Regions from separate parts of the Gossypium hirsutum genome. Here region 2 is linked to region 1. A link is a contact called in public Hi-C data. All regions are on one chromosome and are shown on one strand. The core of a region is the stretch at or near the end of the contact, and the rest is flanking DNA. Distances in the headings are between cores, read along the strand shown. Region 1 holds the start of LOC107931520 (vacuolar protein-sorting-associated protein 37 homolog 1). Region 2 holds the start of LOC107948132 (protein RGF1 INDUCIBLE TRANSCRIPTION FACTOR 1).

Evidence for each region. Hi-C and Micro-C count contacts between places; a contact is called where the count stands out from the background.
Region 2: a Hi-C map of hypocotyl shows a contact between it and region 1, with 2.0 times the contacts expected there. The contact joins the promoter of LOC107948132 here to the promoter of LOC107931520 in region 1. A contact is called at or near these places in 4 of 34 Hi-C or Micro-C datasets (anther, hypocotyl and leaf).

The regions. Positions count from the first base shown.
Region 1 is chrA04:63,143,554-63,150,578 of Gossypium_hirsutum_v2.1, reverse strand. It overlaps LOC107931520 (vacuolar protein-sorting-associated protein 37 homolog 1), which reads left to right and starts at 4,504. Exons shown (of 8, transcript XM_016863430.2): 1 at 4,504-4,809; 2 at 5,021-6,683. The coding sequence starts at 6,670.
Region 2 is chrA04:63,349,230-63,356,254 of Gossypium_hirsutum_v2.1, reverse strand. LOC107948132 (protein RGF1 INDUCIBLE TRANSCRIPTION FACTOR 1) reads right to left here and starts at 3,536. Exons shown (of 3, transcript XM_016882599.2): 1 at 3,034-3,536; 2 at 2,719-2,937; 3 at 1,770-2,508. The coding sequence starts at 3,216. The coding sequence ends at 2,311.

The sequences.
Region 1 (7,025 bases), core at 3,255-5,754:
TCGAATTGACATAACTTATCAAGATCTTTTATTTTCGCTATTTTAATCTTCAGTTTCAAGTAGCTGAATCTCTTTTGGAGTTTTAGATATGTCTTGGGTCTCTTTTAGAGCACCTGCCTCCATTATATAACCATCTAGAAGAATTATTTTTTTATGAGAATTTTCATATTTGGAACTTGTAATGAGTTTCCTTATTAAACTTCTAGTTCAAATTACTCACCCCCTAACTCATTACAAGTTATTAATTCTTTCCCTCTAATGTCAGAAAAACTACCGAATCAAAATAGTAATCACAAATCATGTCATAATTGAATCTCCAAACATTTAAAACATATAATAATACCAGGAGACTCGTAATTAATATATATTCCTAACTTTCTTTGAGTATTCACTCATCTTTTGTTGTGGTGGAGCAATTGGAATATATACGCACATACAAAAATTCAAAGATGAGAAATATTTAGTTCTTGACCAAAAATCAATTGTAATGGAGAGTATTTGATGTGTACAACACGTAAATCAATATAATCTCATGTCGAAATAGGAAGTTTAGTTTTCATAAGTAATGGATTAGATATTAATTAGAGGTGTTCAATCAATAATTTCTCTAAACCATTATGCGCATAAATAACAAACTTTTATAAAAAAATTTCAAACTCAATAAATAAAAGACTGAGATATAAACTCATTAGTTTTAACAAGATGAATTGTCTTGTAATTTTAGAAACGACAGGTTGCAAATTGATAACACATATGTGATTATTTTGTAGATGCATCTACCAAAATCATATAATGTCAAAATCATCCACATGGTGGATGAATGAGCCTATATTCATTTCAAAAATGTAAGACATTAAATCTCAACTTTAGGTAGTGAATTTTTAATAATTAATTTTCATTGAGAACAAGTAACAAATATGAATTCTTTAAATTAAATAATATTCTGATTCTTTAATGAATGTCCATATGAATTCTCAATTAACTTTCGCATTATATGTGATCCAGGATGGTCTAATTGGTCACGGCAAGTAGTAAATGCATTTGTATCAGTAAATTTTTGGTTTACTTGCATTTCAACTACGCTAATAATGTCAATATAAATGGTGATAAATTGATAATTTTATTGTCATTCATTTTACTTTGTATCCACATATAAGTATTATTGTGATATTTACTACTGTAGATTTTAAATCAATGCGAAGTTTATAATGTCACTAAGTTAACAAAATAAATATAATTTCCAAACAATTATATGCAATATTAATTTTAGGGAATATGCCAAAATATTTTTTCCTATATTGAGTCTTGATGATTTTATCAAGAAGTAAGCAAATTAAACTCCAGTAATAGACTTTAAATCCAATCAAAATCTATTAATAACAAACTTTGAGAGTGGATATTATTTTCTAGGTGTACAATAGATACATAATCAATGACTTTTCATACATAAGTTTTCTTTCTTGCAAGTTCTCATCAATAATATTTTTCCATGTAATTTCAATTGAGAACTTATTCTGAATACTGTAGAGTTATACTCACAGTTTTTTTAAAAAAAATTGTAACTTCAGGTGCATCCAACCATAATGAGCTTTAGATAGAATTGTCATATTCTATTGCCCATAAGTAGATCTTTCACAGTCAAATATTTTGCTTTCAATCCCTTAATGGGGATGATAACAAAAGAAGATCGCAAAAATAGTTACAGTTTGTCGAAACCATTTTTTAATTTTGAAAAACGGAGGTCGACTTTAAAACGAAAATGGAGTCACCACCAATCCTTTTTGTTTAGGTGTGATCGGGTCACCTTGTGACCAATCCTCAGCTCCTTTTTGCTTAATCCGGGCCACGACTTATTACTCACTTATCCTCGCGATGCTTGTTAGCTCCTCTAAAAAATTCAGGACGTGACTACTCTCGAATAATCTTTATTGACTTGAATCCTCAGGTAAAGTCTTGTTTTCCTCCACGAACTATTAGCCTTATTCGGCTGTGTTTACTTAGACTATATTCAGACAACCGTATTATAATCCACTTTATCAAGAAATTCGTTTTCTCATGACAAACTGTTCTATTTAGCAATCAAATATGAATCAAACACCTCATTTCTATGATGATGTAATACAATGCAGTCATAAACAAAACAAAACATGTTCGCATAGGAGGAAAAAACAATATAGGACACCTACTTGGGTAACCGCTAGGGTTTGGAGTGGCTCTACCTAGGGTTGGGCTCTTAAGGCTCGCTATATGCAGTTTGGTTCTAAAGTAGAGGTACCCAAACAAGCAGATTCCTCGATCCTCACCCATTATAGGCTCATGTGGACCAAGTTCAGTTCAAGGGAATACATTTCCCTATGGCTGCACGGAGGTGAAAACCTCACGAAGACATAGGTATGGACGTATCCCGAAAGCGATCCACTATCCTGCACGGAGGTGAAAACCTCACGAAGGAAATAGTTTCTCACTCTCACTTAAAAGGTGTGACCATAACAGTCATGCAACATCATGCAGGAATATCCTATATGTCTCTAATCGCAACAAACATATAACATAACACTAACAAATGCAACAAAAGAAGCAGGATTTTTTTTAAATTAAATTTTTTATTTTTTGAAAAAAGGACAAAAAATAATAAATTTTACGGTTTGACTCTCTTATTCATCCCCAGTGGAGTTGCCAAGCTGTCGAAACTATTTTTTTATTTTGAAAAACGAATGTCGACTTTAAAATGAAAATGGAGTCGCCACCAGTCCTTTTTGTTTAGGTGTGATCAGGTCACTTTGTGATCAATCATTTTAATAAAGCATTTCGGTTTATTAAAACAATTAACGTCCTAATGTTGAAAATTTGAAAAAGATTTTAAAATACAATTCCTTTAAAACGTTTGGATAACTAGAATTAGATATTGAGATTCTCTCGCTTAGAAGGAATAAAATATCATATCCAGCACGATAGGACACAATATTTCAAACCCTCGATACAAGATCATCTTATAATTTCCAAAACTCATGCATTTGAAATTTCAAAAGGATATTTGGCTATCTGGTCAAACGATAAGTCGAAACCCAGCACGATTGGGCATGATTTCTCGAATTTTCAAACACAAAATATTGCCTCATTTTAAGAAAACATGGATGAAATTTCAAAAGGATATTCAGTTATTCGGTTGAACAAAAAATCGAAACCCAGCAAGGTATGGCACGATTTCTCGAACTCCCAAACACGAAATATTGCCTTATTTTGAAAAACTTTCAAATAATCAATTTAAAAACTGGCTCCAAATGGTTAAGAATAGGAATGAGCCGACCAATACCAATTAAAACGTTGGAATTTGAGTCCTGATGCTATGATATAAAAAAACAAAGTTACAAACATGGAATACAGATTAAATATTATAAAATTAAATAACCGTAATATGAAATTTGAAAGGAACGAGTTTGGGTGCATACGATGGCGACATATCATACATCATACAAATGCCGACATTAATATTCGAAGGCTAATGAATTAAAAGTAAATTTTAATGAAATATCAAGCTTAAATAACATGCAACAAGCCTTAAAATAAATAAACAAATGAATGATATACAAGAAATGAAATTTGGAATCATCAATATGCAAACAAACAATTATATATAAAAATCTTGAAGTAAGTAATATATATGAAAGTTTGAAATAGATAAAAAATAAACATAAATAATATATGAAATAGTAACATATAAACAAAATCTCAAAATAAATAATAAAAAAATAGTAAGTGATATATGCAACAATATATGTTAATCTAAATAAATGATATACATGAAATAAAAAAAATTCAGTGTAAATAAAGTATATATATAAATACTAATATATGAAAGTTTTTAAAATAAATGAAATATATAATTTATGATAGGGTCCTTTAAAGAAAGAAATTATATATATAAATAGATTTAAAGGAAGATATATATACATATATATATACACGTAAATACATTTAAAAGAAAATATTTACATAAAATAATATGAAATCAATAATATATATTTTGAATAAAAAATAATTATGTAAATGTATGTATAATAGCATTAAATTAAATGTCATGTAAATCTTTAAAACATAGAAGAATATAAAGGAAGATTTAAAAAAATAGTAAAATAAAACAATTGAAAAAAAAACGAAAATGAATGTATAAAATGACAAACTAGAACAGTGCAAAATCAAGAAGACAATTCAAGATGATATGTTAAAACAATCTCTAAAGGATGAATAATAAATAAATTTTAAAAATAAAAGGAGTAAAAAACACAAGCTGATGATAAAAAAAACAAAAAAAAACCAATTGAAATAAAAATAAAATTAAAAGGACAATTTACAAATAAACAAAAGTAATAAAACAGAATTAAGGATTTTAACATAACGCATACAAACAAAAAGGAATTAAAAGCACAATTAACCCAGATTCTTGAACGCAGCGCTTCAACGTTGACCAAACTGTAACGGTGCATAAATCCCAGGGAAGATTTGAAAAAACGAAAGTCATACAAAAATGGCCTAATCAAATGAGGACACAAAAACGAGGAACCAGTTGTGAAATTTACCCATTTAGGGTGAAAATGCACAAATTCACCCATTTAGAGCGCCGTTTGATTTGTTTCTTTTTTAACCAAAAAAAAAATCATTAAAACTCATTTACTGCTTAAAAACAAAGGATATTCCATCTTTGAACCACCCCTTGTTCTTCGACAGATCAAAGAGAAGCAGCTCAACCGCCATTTTGAGCCAAGCTTCGATTTTAGAGAGGGCTTCTCCGGGCCACGTCGGTGGGTTCAGGTAAGATCTTTCTCCTTTTCCTTTTTTATATTTTCGTATGTATGGAAAGAAATAAAAAAACGAAAAGAATGAAATTTTATGTATCTTTTGTATTTCGTCTCCCCTTTTACAATGATTTTGTTTCGGCCTTTATAGCTGAAAAGGAAAAAAAACAAAACAACTTACTCCTATTTCGTTGCACTTTCTGGTACTGCTTCCTATTTTTTCGTAGGTATGGAGGCGCGAGCGTAACACCTACATGGAGCGAACGTGGAGGCGCGAAATGCGGGTGTGGTGTGAGGGTGGAGGCGGCGCCGGCCAAAGGGAGTGCCTAAGTGCTAGGGTTTGCTGTTTCTGGAAAAAAACTTTGGGCCATAGTATTGGGCTTAAGGTTTTGGGTTAGTTTGGGGTTTGTATTGGGTTTGTTATTTAGTGACTTGGGTCGGGTAATTTTGGCTCATTACAAAGTTAATTCAATTTAATAACAAGAGTAATCAATAACTCAATCCTCCATTGATTCATATAAAATATAATATTTTTCTTATTCACAATTTCAATATGATATCCATAATAGTGAATATATTTGAAAACTAATGGATTAATCATCACAAATTTTGTACTTTTTCAATATTGATATATTAGCTTTTCTAAAGCTTTCAACTAATTTTGTATTATCAAATATTGTAATAATATTTGTTTGTTTCAGTACTGAATAAGATAAATATTTTCTATCTGTAATGATAGAATTCATTACTACATTCTCATATATTTCTTCGAAGAATATTAACAGAAACAAAATATTTGAGCATACAATAAAAATTATATTCACTTTTAATATTAATATAAAACTTAAAAGATAAGTATTTTAAAAAAAAATTAATTGTATTATGTATATAAGCATTCTAAAAAAATTTTTAATTTCCTTTCAAAAATTTTATTTTTATTTAATAAATTATTCTCATTAAATTCACATTCGCATAAAACATAAATTAATTTAAAATTTCAAAAGAACTTCTATAAGTAAAAGAATCATGGAATTTATTTAACTACAAAAAATAATATAAGAGTTAAATTAAACAATAAGGAACTTTTTTAATATATTAGTCAAATTATACATTAATGAAATCAGAAGATGATGATCCGATCCCATTAAAGCTTAAAAGAAAGTTTCTTTTTCTGAATTTTCCAATTTTTTTTTAAAAGATGTAATAGGTTATTGTAATTTTTATAAATTTAAAATTTAATCATTTTAAGTTTTTTTATTTTATTTTTTTATATTTTTGAATTTACATCTAGTTATTAATACTGTTATTTTTTTTGTTAGTATAAAAAATATAGTGTTAACAATTCGACCTGAATTTTAAAATTTTAAAATTAAATAGATTAAATTTTTAAAATTAAGAACTCATATGATGACCTAATGATTAAAGGTGCTATTGTCTCAATGTGACTTGAGTTCAAACCGTACTAATCGTGTTCGTTGTTCTGTTATTAATTTTCAAAAAAAAAGTTTTCTAAATATAAATTTTAAATTTATAACATATTTTAAGATTAATTGTTTTTCAACAAGTTTCTTCTACTCAGATGCTTCATCGTCGGTGTCCAAAACCAATAATAACCCACCAAATGTACCTAAAACTTTTTTTTTTTTTAAGAACTAAAAAAACTTTTGTCTCGTTGATTTTAGACCTCCTTAAATATAATCTCTTAGACTCAGTTTCTTTTTAATTAAAAATCCGAAATAATATTTTCTTACTCTGTAAGGAACAAATAATCTTTTCTTCGTCTACGACTCTAACGCTGTTTTTCATTTTTTTTTTGGTTTCTATTTATTGGGTTGATTGATTATCCAACGATCAACAAGCCACCCGCTTGCGAGCTATGTTCAGGTTCTGGTATGTTTTCTTTGTTACCTCTTTAATCTCTCTTGATTTATTTGGATTATTGGATTCTATTATTTCGTTTTTTTTCCGATTCAGCCTTATTTTGAGGGGGGGGGGTTTCTTATATAAATTGCCTGCGAATTTGACTAATTTCACTTGGATTTGTGACTTCGATCGAACTTTCTTCAGAATTTCTTTTTATTAATATAATTGTGGGTTTGCTGGATTTTGGGAAATTTGTTTCCTATTAATTCTTTTTTCTTTGGAATTTTAATGTGTATTGTATTTTTAGAATCACCGTTTCCTTCCTTTTGGGCGTATTAAGAGGCTGTTCGATCATCAAAGAAACTAAAA
Region 2 (7,025 bases), core at 2,287-4,786, 210 kb before region 1:
GGAAGTCTTATTTGATGCCTTTGGTAGTGACGGTGATATGGCGTCCTAGGATGAGACATGTTAGGATGATTAGCAATCAATTACTCTGGGGCTTCACGTGGTCCTTATATAGCTTTAGCAAAGATACATAGTTTTGAAGTTCGCTAAGTTATGGTTCACGAACCATTTACAAGGTCCGCAAACTAGTTGTTGGTCTGCGGTATCATTGGTTCCATTAGGAGACATGTGTCAAACTCTCTATGGGTGCTCTCAGAGGTTCACTACATAGGGTATAACAAAATTCAACTTTACCTTTTAAGATAAGGCTTCGGTAGCTATAATTTATATTATTAAGGTTACGTTTAGTATTGTTTTTAAAAAGACACTTTTCAATACATAAGTAATGCTAAACAATACTTTTGAAATGAGAAGTGTTTTTCAAATTGGAAAGTATTTTTTAAAAACTACAATTTATAACTTTTGGTTTTTGAAAAATAAGTTTTGATTTCTATTATCCTCATTTATGATTCAACAAAAGTGGGTTCCTTTCATTTTCCTTTTAATTTTTTAAAAATATATAATTTTTAAAGTTATGTAATTTTAATATCTAAAATATAAGTTATATATTTAAATTAAATTTTATATTGATTGTTTAAAAAATATTTAAAACTTATATTTTATATATTAAAATATTGATGAATTATAATAAAGTATTTTTATTTTTATACTAATTTAAGTTGATATATTCCATATATTATAATATTAATGAATTTGAATATCATTTAATGCAAATTTTCTATATTACAACATTATGTTTAACATAGACGATTCACTTTTGGGTTAGTATTTGGTAGGGGTGATATCCGTTCGACTCGGTTGGGTTTTTTAAATTTCTTGAATTATCCATCATAATATGATTCGACTTGGTTCTATTCTTTATTTTTCCATATTAAATTTTTGTTTTGGTTTTTAGACTTATTTTGATAAAATGAGCTTTGCTTTATGGCTTTTGAATATTATTTCACAAAATTTTAAGGTCTTTTTTCATAACTATTTCTAAAAAACAAGAATTTTCAAGAATTTTTAAATTATTTTAAATGTAAAATTTTGTTTTTAGATAATAAAAAATAAAATTAATTATATATTAATAAAAACTAGAATTTGATTTGGTTATGGGTAACCGTAATTTTTGAACTTGCATTCCATAAACAATCCAAATATCTCGGTTCGGGTCGATTTTTTGTTTGGTTGATTTTTTTGCTCAACCCTAGTTTTTGGTACATTGACAATGTACTTTTGTTTTATTATACAAGCAGCTTTAAAAAATTGTCATGTGGTTCTTTTTTTAAAAAATATATTTTTAATATTTTACTATACTTTATAGAACACTCATCAACACTTTTACTCTATTTATTAAAACTAAAAACTCCATTAACAATATACTAAATAATTTATCATTATTTAAAAAAAAACCTTTTTAACAGCAACATCAAACTTTTTAAAAATATATTTTTTTAAAAAATCATAGTTGTGAATGAGAATGGTGGAGGTTGCACAATGACAATGGATGAGGTTCCATAATGTCCATTAAACATTTAACCATCTTTATTTTTCTGTATATTTTTGTTTTACCTTTTCCAAATTTGACATTTTCTTATAGCTCCCTTTTGTAAATCTTGTAGAAGTTTTTTTGTATAAGAAAAAAACTTATTGAAGTGAAAAGAAAAAGAAAAGAAAAAAGAGTGATAAAAAGGAGTAACCACAAAAACATCGAATGGATTCACAAAATGGAAAATTAAAAAGAAACGTTGATTAGCCATTTCACGAACTAACAAACTAAAGAAAGGATAAAAAAGAAAAAGAAAGTTTGTTTCTTTATGTGAACGGCCCATGTGGGTTGGTGGAGCCATGAAAACTATAAAAACAAAAAAATGGGATTCCACAAAGACTTGGGCGTTCTTTTATCCCCTTAAATTTCATGATAATTACAATGTGCACCTTGCAACTATCAATAATTAACGTTTCTAAATCCTTGACATTATTGACCTTCTTTACAATATTTATATAGAAGAAATTGTTGTAAAATGGGACCCAATTCCCCAATTCCAAAAAGCCAAAACTCACTTGCCCTTTTGTTTTTATTACTGGGACTTCCTAACCAAATTAAAATACCCTAACATCTCCCTTTAGTTAGGAAAATTTTACAAATTAAAAACCCCAAAATAAGTGTAATGTACCCTCTCTTTTGAAAAAAAAAACAAAAGGAAAATATAAGGTTAAGTAATTAAAGGAATATTTGGTATATATAAAATAGTTGATAGTAGTTGGGTTCTAGGACCCAAACGGTGCTCGGTGAGGAATTCCTTTTCTTCGCCTTGCATTTGAAGGAGGTGGGGGAGGCGTCGAAGGGTTAATGTCTCGTTGTGACCCTTCACGCATTTCTTCTTCTTCTTCTTCCTTCGATATTATTATGCCTTCTTCTTCTATGTTAAAACTTGCATTCCCAATATTCCTCTTTATTCCTACAAGCTGCTAAGTTAATATTACGAATGAGATTAAAAACCCATTGTGTTGTTTACTCAATCCAAGCATCTATAGTGAGAAATTGATAATGATGATCGATGTGGTGTGTGGTAGCTGTGATGGTAATGTCTATATATATGCATGTAATGAGGGATATATGTTGATGATAATGCGATGCAAAATGGAGAAGATTAAGGGGGATTAATTTATGCTAACCTTACAACCCAATGAGCAAAAACGAAAAGGGTCCAAGAGTGTTCTTCCACAGATTTCACATAAATGAGAAACTCCTAATTTCCCAGATTTTGGTTGAGGCCTTTCATTCAAGAATAGAACCCTGGCACTATTTATCACATAAGTTTGTACCCCACTTATATCCAACACTTTCTGAACCTCTGTAACCCTCACTACATCATGATATGATGATCTCCTTATCTGACAAAACACAAACTAGTTCGTGTTCAGAACATGGTTCTTTTTTATGTTTTATTTTTACATCATGGAAATGAGATACCAAATTTGGAGCATTACCTGAATTACTTGATGATCTTTGTGTTTAGAAGAACGGCAATAAAAGCAAAATGAATCTCCTTTACAGTCTAAACAATACATGTTGCATTCACTCCTACCTGCATCTCCATGACTTCTGCATACTGTGAAAAAGGCAGTACTTAGCAATGACTCTAGCCATGGCGGCACCAGCATTGTAGCCATAGCAATGGCAATGGCAATGGCAATGATCAGCAATGGGGGTGTAGCCAAAGGATCAAAATGCAAAGCATAAAAAGAGAAAGAAAGAGAAAAAAAGGGGTAACAAGAAATCGCAACTTAGAAATCAACCAACAAAAACAACGCCTAGACTAAGGGACAAAGCTGATAAACAAATGCAGCAAAGGGGTCGACGGATGGGATCGACGGTGGAGGCTGAAGTTTTTGGACAGCCGTTGGATGGAATAGACAAGGATGGCTTTGGCGCTTACGCTACTTTTGGTTCTTCTTTTGCGTCTCTACGTAGGCACAAGGTCGGCCCCCCCTTAGCTACGCAACTGAAGCTTCAATGAAATAGCTGTTCACACAATTTGATCACCACCTAACTTTCCGCCACATGGGCAGTCCTCCACGTGGCTTAATCACCATGGTCTGCTTTAAATAAAGGGTCCCACTGTTTTAGATTCTTTTTTATTTTTCATTATATGCTTTTAAAAATAATTTCTTTTAACAGAAAAAATGGCGAAATGATGGTCTTTTCACAGAGTTCCCTCGAAACGGCACGCTATGGCAAAGGATTTGGAAATTAAGAAAAGGATTTTTATATTATTATTATTAACTAATTACGTTTTATTGTATTAATTAATTACATCATAAATAAAACAATAACTACGGAATTATAACACAATAATATATTTTATGCTATTAATAATACTCATAAATGAAGTGATACTGCCAAAATTTTACATTTTTTGATAATAACATTGAGGGTTGATGTTTATAGATTTTTAAAAATAATATATCTAGGTTTTCAAATTAAAATGTGTGGGAAGAGTCAATTTTAATTTGACAACAAATCCACATGATGAACCTCTCATAAAGGGAAGGAGACATGAGTCACGAAAGGGGCACATCAATCAAAGAATAAATTGAAAATATAACTTAGTTTTTCATATGATTTTATAGTAATTGAGATTTATCTACTTATGAAACAACACTACACTAGATAATTTCTCGCTTTTATATCCACAAACCATATTTACTAAGAATTAATTTAGGCAGCAAGTTAAATCAAATCAAATTTTGGGAGTAAATAAATACTTTAAAAGCTTAATGTATAACTTCTTCTTAGAGTATTGGGGGAAAATAAAATACACAGCTGTTTTATATTAATATAATAAATAGTTGTAGGGTTGCCAGCTCCACATTGCTTTTGGGTGGGTTCCAGCAGTGCACTGCATAAGGAAAATGTCTTGAGAATTTTTTTGAAATTAAATTTTTTAAAACATGGTTTAGCTTAAAAAAGATATTGATAATCCTAAAAGTTAAGATGTAATGCTAATCACATCAGAATCTTATTTTTTAGCATAACAACTTTAAGTTTTAATTTTATTAATAACTATGAGATTCTAGGGATATCATTCAATTTTTGCCCTCATTGTTTTCTTTTATAAATAAATAATAATAATATTCATGTGAGCAATCATGAACCAAAAGTATGTGCATTCCATTAAAGAGGGGTTTGCTGTATAATAACATTTTGCTGGAAAAAAAAAAGCAAAGAAAAAAAATTATAGAGAACATTAAATTATATCACACCCATGTGATTGAAAAAAAAAGTTTAATATTAAAAGTATATTTATAAAAGGTTTATTAACAATTGAGGTAGTAAAGTATTTATGATTAAGCGCTCATTAATTTCATGTTTAATCTTTAAATATTTAATATTTAATTATTTTATTTAAACATTTTATACAAGAATACTAAAAGATAATAATATTATTATTCAAAAATAATTCAAAAATTTGGAGTATTATTTTACCCAAGCTAACAACCTTACCCTATCCACCCAAATCTATATCTATCTTAAGGTTAGCTTAGCAATGCTTCTAAGATGCACAAAAAACACTTTTGAGATAAAAACATTATTAAACAAGATGTCGTTGAGAGAAAAAAACTGCTTTTCAAATGCCAAAAATTGGCCAAACCCAAAAGCAGAAAATTTGATCTTCATCTCAAAAGTGTTTTTTGTCCCAAAAATACTTCTTAGAAGCATTACTAAACTAGCCCTTACTCATGTGTACTAATATTCTTTTTCGAAATAATAAAGTCATAGACATTTTGGGGAACAAAATCCCAATTGAAATGGTATGTTTTAGATAAGACTACCCGAGATAGGAGATGAACCGCCTAATTAGAATCTCGATTGGTCCAAAGAAAGGACAAGTGTTAAAAAGAATATTTCAACATAAAACAATCCTAAATCACAGAACCAAACTTCGACTGATCACAAGGAGATGAAGATTAAGTAAGAATGACCACTCTATCCAAATTTAAAGATTTCAACCAAGATAAAGCCTCTTAGATCACCATGCCTTCCACCATATGTGGCTCCATTTTTGTGTGACTGAAGCTCGTATAACCCTTTACGAAATTGCCAGTTTTATCTCGAAGAACTACAACATAAGTAGTTGCATTATCATTGATGCTAACAGATGCATTAGTATTACACTTAACCCAGCCATTATCTAGCCTAATCCATCTATTCAAAGCTCCTCTCAACACATTCCAATGTTTTTGAACACGATTGAATGCCAATCGAGAGTCCTTCTAATCTTGCAAATATTTGTTTGCAAACTCGATAATACTAGCAGGGGCAACATCTGAATCTTGCCAAACATAGAGGTTTCTATGAAATCAAACACTCCAAGTGACCATTATAAACCTCCATTTCTTATCAACATCATTAATAGACAAATAAAAAGAAAAATCGTAAGCGTTGAATCTTGAGTCATAATCAACCTAAGAGTTTTCCATATAATAGCAGTAATAGTAACACGGAAATAAAGCATGAATTACATATTCCACAGTTCCAAATCTTGATCAATTAGGATCTAAATTGCAACCTTCTTCAGTAATATACTTTTGACAGGGATATAATTGCAAAAATATCTCCAAAAAAATAACTTAACTTTAGGTGGAAAAGAACTGATACATATTTTGTGCCAACTAAAGTTAATAGTAAATTGGGATATACTTGTATACATTTGGAACACAAGCTTATAACTAGACTTTCATCATACAACCCTTGCCAATTATGATGCCAAATAAGAGAATCATGTGGCTTGTGAATGCTCAAAGGGATTTTTGTGATTCTAGGGACACCGACTGGTGATAAGCTATCTATATTAAGAATATAATTTACTTTTAAATGCTCCATCCTTGATAAAGGCTCATATTTGACATAGAATTTGTTATTATCTGGTAACCATGGGTACCCAGATACTGAAATATCTGCTCCATCTCTCAATATCCATCAAAGATCTGTAGAGAAATAATTCTAGGCTACAAAGATACTCTTCCAAATAAAAGACAAATTCTGTCCTTGTAACACCCCTAACCCGTATCCATCATCAGAATAGGGTTACAAAGCATTACCAAAGTTTACAGAATAATTAAGGATATTTCACATCATTTATTATTCATGCCCTATACTAATCATATTGTCCCTTGAAAAGGCCCTCGAGGCCCAAACTAAACATTAGAATAAAATCGAGACTTAATTAGGATTTTAGAAAAAAATTTCATGAAATTTCAAAATTTTTCCTAGATGTAGGGCTCACACTGTAACATCCCTAACCCATATTCAACGTCGGAATAAGGTTACGATGTATTACTAGAAATCACACACAATTCACATACATTCATATATTCATAACCAAAATCTATTCATATCAATCACATTGTCCCTTGTAAGGTCCTACAAGACCTTAAAACATGCTTAGAAGTGGTTCGGACTAAATCAATAACATTCA